Regions from separate parts of the Bos taurus genome. Here region 1 is linked to region 2. Evidence: chromatin contacts called from public Hi-C data. All regions are on one chromosome and are shown on one strand. The core of a region is the stretch at or near the end of the contact, and the rest is flanking DNA. Distances in the headings are between cores, read along the strand shown. Region 1 holds the start of ENDOU (endonuclease, poly(U) specific). Region 2 has its middle 24 kb from the start of HDAC7.

Region 1 (2,871 bases), core at 54-2,553, 120 kb after region 2:
ATAGGAAAATTGAAGTTGAGAGGAAGTTTCCACTGTTAAAAAGCACTTGTTGAGGAGGATGTGCTTGCCTTGACTCTACCCCAAGAAAAATTACTACAGTGTGGTCTCAACTGTTCATCAGTTTTGGCTTTTCCTATGAGACTTTTCTTTTTTGAGATAGCTGAGAATCTCCATGCAGGGCTCTTTCTGGAAAGGGCATTTTACTTAGAAGATTTTACCTTTATTAGGAGGGGAGAACTTGGAAGCTCTTTGTTGCTGCATCTCTGCCCTTGGGCCTGGGATGATGGGAGTCCTGAGGGCCTTGTGTCTTGCGGGGTCGGTCCGTGGGGGAGAGGAATGTAACGGGGATGAGGATGAAGGAGGAGGGGAAGGATGGTCCTTCTGCAGCCTTTAAGAGGCCTCTTGCCCTCCCCAGCCTCATAAGCCTGGAGCTTGGGAGAACCTAAAACAGGTAAAACCTGAGATGCTGACTCAGTAAGAGTAGAGGCCCATTTGCATGATATTTCAAGGATGAGGTAGCTATGTGCAGCTTGATGTAGTAAAAGCAGCACTTGTTTCTGACCCATGTCTCCTAGATCACTCCTTCCGGTGCCCCAAACCTTGCTTGGTGGTGGTGGTGTAATTGCTAAGTCGTGTCTGACTCTTGCGACCCCATGGACTGTAGCCTACCAGGTTCCTCTGTCTATGGGATTCTCTAGGCAAGAATACTGGAGTGGGTTGCCATTTCTTTCTCCAGGGGATCTTTCCAACCCAGGAATCGAACCCAGATCTCCTGCATTGCAGGCAGATTCTTTATCCACTGAGCTACGAGGGAAGCCCAAAGCTTGCTTAAGCACTTACTATTTGTCTAACACATAATGATCTTTTCACTATATTCCTCAAGCTGAGCACCTGGAGTTCAAAGATGGAGCCAGTCATAGCCCCTTGGAAGGTCAGACCCTTGGCTTTCAGGTAGGTGGATGTTTAGAAGATATCACCCAGAGACAAGCCCATGAGTTCTCCTCACCTGGACAGAGAACCCCCCCAAACTAGGCCCGAGTTGCTGTGCCTGCTTGCATGGCCTATTTTCTAAGCTACGAACAGCTAGCATTACCTGTTCTAAACATCTGGCGTTACCTGCCTCCTTAGTCACCTTGCCTCTGGCTTCAAACAGCTGTCAGGCCCCACCCCCTCCCCGCCTCCTTCCATCTGGAGTCCCTCCCTCCCTTTTTTTCCTTCCTGAAAGGATCTGGAAGCACCAGATCCACGAGATCTGATGTCTTTAAAAGGACCAGCCTGGGCCAGAAGGCTCACCTGAGAACGGTGACATTCACGTGGACGCTAGTCAGAGTCCACCAGCCATCTCCTTCTGGCCTCCGACTGGACACCATGAGGGCCTGTGTCCCCCTGACAGTGGCCATTCTCTGTGGCCTGGCCTGGGCCGGTAAGTCACTGCTGGTGGGGATGACAGGGGTCCTGCAGAGAGCTGGGGGACCTGGGAGGGACAGCGTGAGGGTCGTGAGATAAAGGAGGGCCAGCTCTGTCCAAAAGCCTTGGTGTGAGGCAGGAGTTGCCTCTGGAGTAGATGGGCTGTGTGAAGGGAGCTACTAGACTGATGGGCCAGGGACACCTTAGAAGATGAGCCTCAAACAACCCTGGTCCAGCTTGACTTGATTTCACCAAGGTTTTGTTTTTCAAGGCCACCATATGGTGTGAAGCTGGACTGTGACTGGCTAGGTTTGCGTGGCCTGGCCACCCTTGGTCACTTCCTCTGCTACCTGGGTGAGGGGTGAGTTGTCTGGGTGGGACTTTTCCCTACGAAGCCTTAGTCGGTGGGCAGGCTCCAGGGATAGAGCCTCTGACCAGGAGGCAGGCCACGTGGTCAGAGGACTCCATTTCATCCCTGGTAGAGGACCTAAAGTGGAGAAAGGTCCAGGCACTAGTCCAGGTACTAGTGGTGCAGGGATGGGACCAGTGTTGAGGATGGGAACACGTTCCTGTTCGGTAGGGGACAGGTGCTGATGCTGCTGTGTTAACTGGTGGTTACTGGGTGAGCAGGGAGAGTGCCAAGGGAGGGGGCTGAGCTGAGGGGTGTGGTGGGAAGCCTCCTCTGCCCAGAGGAGAAAGAATCCGAGCTTGATACCCATTGCACCCCACCAGGGTGTTCCTACACAGGACTGTCATAAGGATTAAATAAGATAATATATCAGAAGCACCCTACATGGAATGATATCTCAAAGAATTGGGTCTTTGATTATGATTGTGATTATAAATTGTCATTTAGTCACTCAGTCGTACCTGATTCTTTGTGACCTCATGGACTGTAGGCCACCAGGCTCCTCTCTCCATGGGATTTCTCAGGCAAGAATACCGGAGCTGGGTGCTACTTCCTTCTCCAGGGGATCTTCCTGACCCAGGGATTGAACCTGAGTCTCCTGCACTGGCAGGCAGATTCTTTACCCCTGAGCCACCAGGGAAACCTGTAATGTAAATACATATAAAATCATGTATACTTACCTGTATTATAATATAGTATATTAATCATATTAATATGATATAATAAATACTTATTTACATAAAATAATTTATATAAATACAGAATTTAGTCTTGGAATCATTTCCCACGAGGTTTTGGGTAAGGAGACCACCAAATAAACTAAATGAAAAGACTTTGGAGGGGGAAGTCTTTCCCAGGCCTCCCCACTGGCTGGGATGCTGTACCTCCACTCCCGCACACATGGCAGAGCAGCCAGCCCGGCTGGTGCAGAGCTCGTGCTAGAGACGGAGGGAGGGTGTAGAGCTTCAGGGTTAGTGTGAAGCAGTGGCCCTGGGGTTGGGGCATCCCAGTCGCAGGAGATGAGAGCAACTGGAGACATTTGGTCCCTGGGGGGT
Region 2 (3,274 bases), core at 346-2,845:
AGAGAGGAATGCATCCAGTTGGGAGAAAGTGATTTTTAGTTTTCATGTTCCAGGCCTTGGGTCCGCATCTGTGTTGTTCAATAAGGTAACTGCAAGTGACTATTTAAATTAAAATTAAATAAAAGTAAACATTTAGCTCTTCAGCTGCACTCACCATATTCTTAGTGCCCAGTAGCCTCAGGCCTATGGGAATGGACAGACCATTTCCCTCTTTGCAGGAAGTTCTGTTGGACAGGGTTGGTCTACACAATGCATCCTGTTCATGGATGGTACGTTTCTGTCCATCTGTCAGTCAGATGGCCACTAAGTATTTGACACCATATAGAGGTGTCAAATGCTTCCCTGGTAGCTAAGTGGTAAAAATCTGCCTGCAATGGAGGAGACATGGGTTCAATCCCCAGATCAGGAAGATACTCCCTGGAGAAGGAAATAGCAGCCCACTCCAGTATTCTTGCCTGGAAAATCCCATGGACACAAGAGTTGGACACAGCTGAGCAACTAAACCACCACCACCAGAGGCTACTTAGGGAACATCCTCCCTTTACATCAAGCAACGTTGTAATGGGACTGCTGTGAATACATCCGCTCCTCAGAAGAAATGTTAGTAAGAAGCATCTCACAGATCACAAAGCTGATAGGCTCAGAGCTTCATGTGGCATAAATGGGTCAGCACTGTGCCAGGACATACCGATTACCTCAGTTCTGGGGACCAGCAGACAGGGAGGGCTTGCCTGGGGTGATCAGGGTCTCTGGCTGCTACTGAGGTTCCCTGGAGGCTGTCTATGCACTTCGGGTCTGTCTGCCTGCCCCGTGGCCCTGCAGGGGACAAGGGTGATGTGTGACATCCCAGTGTGACCAAGGGAAGGCCTCTTCATGCCAACTGGCACTCACTGTAGGCATGATGTCTGTGAGGCTCCTGGAGGGCAGTGGTGCTCCAGCTGACCAGCAAGCATAGCAGGATGTGGAGCAGAGACTGGGGGTAGGGATGGGGGTGGTCACTGGTCCAGACAGCTGCTTGGAATTTATACACTGAGACACACCGTGTGTGACTCAGGAGACAGTGCTGCTGCACGTTGGGTTCTGGGGAAGCCAACTCAAATGTAGATTAAAGTGCAGGGAGCTCACCGCGGAGTAGTCACAAGATCATCATTGTGGGTGGCAGGGAAGAAAGTGGAATCGGGTGGAGGGAGAAACTGGGCTGCGGTGCAGTCTCCACAGAGGTCTCCACCAGCCCTCACGGAGGCTCTGAGAGATGGGGATGGCCCTTCAGATTGCCCCAAGCTGAGGTGAGGGAGCTGGCTTTTACATTCCTGGTCACTGGATGCAGGCTTCCCTCCAGAAAAGAGTGTGAACTTCATGTGTCCTCTTTTCAGCCAAGACTAGGTAAGGATTGGGGGTTGTTTCTTCACATTTTGTACAACCTGAAGCCTTACGGAAAGACCAGCACGCTTCCAGGCCCTTCTTTTTGGCTCTAGGGAGTGGGCAGCAACAGTTCCCGGGGCTCCCTCCAGGGGGGACTGTTCCCAGCTTCTTCTGAGCTTTGGACTGGCTAGTGTTTTCCCCGCCCCGAAGTCACGTTGAGTTCCACCACTAGGTGGTGCTACTGCCCTACCGGGACAGGTTTGGGCTATTTGCCTGGCCACTCTCCCCACTCCCTTCTCTCCCCCTATATCCTGCTCTCGCCTTTTATCTCTGTGAAGGTGCCTGACCCCTATTGTCTGGAGCCTCTGAGCACCTTCCCTGCTGGCCCCCGGTTCCCCCTAAGGTCCAGCTTGGTTGTGCAGTCCTTGCAGTGTCTCTCAGCACAAACCCAGTCCTGGCCTCAGTGCTGGGGATACAGCAATGAATAGGACAGCTGCTGCACCCCAAGAAAGGCACAATCCACTGGAAGAAGACAGACCTGCAAACAGGCCATTGTCAGGAGCACAAGCAGAAGCCAAACACTTAATGGCATAAACTGATGGGTCCTTGTCTTGGCTCTGCCAATGGCTATCTGTGTGACCTTGGGCAAGTGAGTTAATGTTTTTGAGTCTCAGAATCTTCATCAATACAATGCAACAATAATAGTACCCACTTATAGTTCATTGTTGTGATACAATCTGTGAAAAGCTCTTATCATAAATGCTGCCAGCATCATTATTAACTTGCAGAGTGAAGGGATGGTCAAACAAGTTTTCACTGGACGTTGACACCGCTCCAGCCCTCTAACGATTGATCCCTGCTACGCTCTCTGGAGTAGCTCCGGAGGGATCTGGCTGACTCCGCCATGCTGATCTCAGCCTTTGGAAGCCATAGTTCCTGCTCCATGAAAATCTACCGGCGAGGGGAGAAGGCGTCATTGCTCCATTCGGCCACCAGGGGGCAGGTGTGCAACTTAATAAGCCAAATAGGCCTGAATTGAAACCGCTCCGCTGGAGAGAAAATTGTGGGAAAGAGATGGGAAGGTAGGCACAGAAATTCAAAAAACCGGGAACTCTAGTTAATACTGTTCCCAGCTTCTTTCAATTATGGTCTTTCTTTACCAGCTTCGCTTCCCCAGTGACCTCACTATACACATATTGCTAAGTCGCTTCAGTCGTGTCCGACTCTGTGCGACACCATAGACGGCAGCCCACCAGGCTCCCCCGTCCCTGGGATTCTCCAGGCAAGAACACTGGAGGGGGTTGCCATTTCCTTCTCCAGTGCATGAAAGTGAAAAGTGAAAGTGAAGTCTCTCAGTCCTGTCCAACTCTTAGCGACCCCATGGACTGCAGCCTACCAGGCTCCTCCGTCCATGGGATTTTCCAGGCAAGAGTACTGGAGTGGGGTGCCATTGCCTTCTCCGATACACATATTATCCACCCCATAACTAAAGTCAGTATTCTCTGGACCTAAGTGGATCCTGTCCAGAGGGGAATCCCAATGAGCCGCAAGAATCAGGTTTGCTCCGTGTATTTGTTGTGTCACAGTCTCTACTCACTCACCTTGGTGTTCACTGGACCCGTGCTCCCTTGGTGGAGTGCACAGCCCACAGTGATCCAGGAGCACATGTCGCTGTCCAGACTGTGAGACTAGCTAAGGTCACATTCAACCACTTGCAGCGGTGACCATGGCTCGACAGGCTGCTTCCACATCAGCTCTTTTCAAATGTTTTGGTCTTTGGGCCATTAAAAGTAAAGAACGCCTGCGTGAGTGCTCAGTCGCTTTAGTCGTGTCTGACTCTGCAGCTCTATGGACTGTAGCCCGCCAGGCTCTTCTGTCCATGGGATTCTCCAGGCAAGAATACTGGAGTGGG

Evidence for each region. Hi-C and Micro-C count contacts between places; a contact is called where the count stands out from the background.
Region 1: a contact with region 2 is called in a Hi-C map of skeletal muscle, with 4 times the contacts expected there. The contact joins the promoter of ENDOU here to the enhancer-like site in region 2. A contact is called at or near these places in 3 of 11 Hi-C or Micro-C datasets (liver, skeletal muscle and an unstated tissue).

Annotation. Positions count from the first base shown.
Region 1 is chr5:32,561,930-32,564,800 of ARS-UCD2.0, forward strand. It overlaps ENDOU (endonuclease, poly(U) specific), which reads left to right and starts at 1,304. Exons shown (of 10, transcript NM_001102090.1): 1 at 1,304-1,423. The coding sequence starts at 1,369.
Region 2 is chr5:32,442,301-32,445,574 of ARS-UCD2.0, forward strand. No RefSeq gene overlaps it. Among named protein-coding and RNA genes, the nearest start is that of HDAC7, 24 kb to the right of the region's middle. Within about 2 kb of position 1,596, at least 17 of the 102 cell types and tissues checked have an H3K27ac peak or open chromatin away from gene starts, as enhancers often do. A contact at or near this core is called in liver and skeletal muscle, where this site is marked.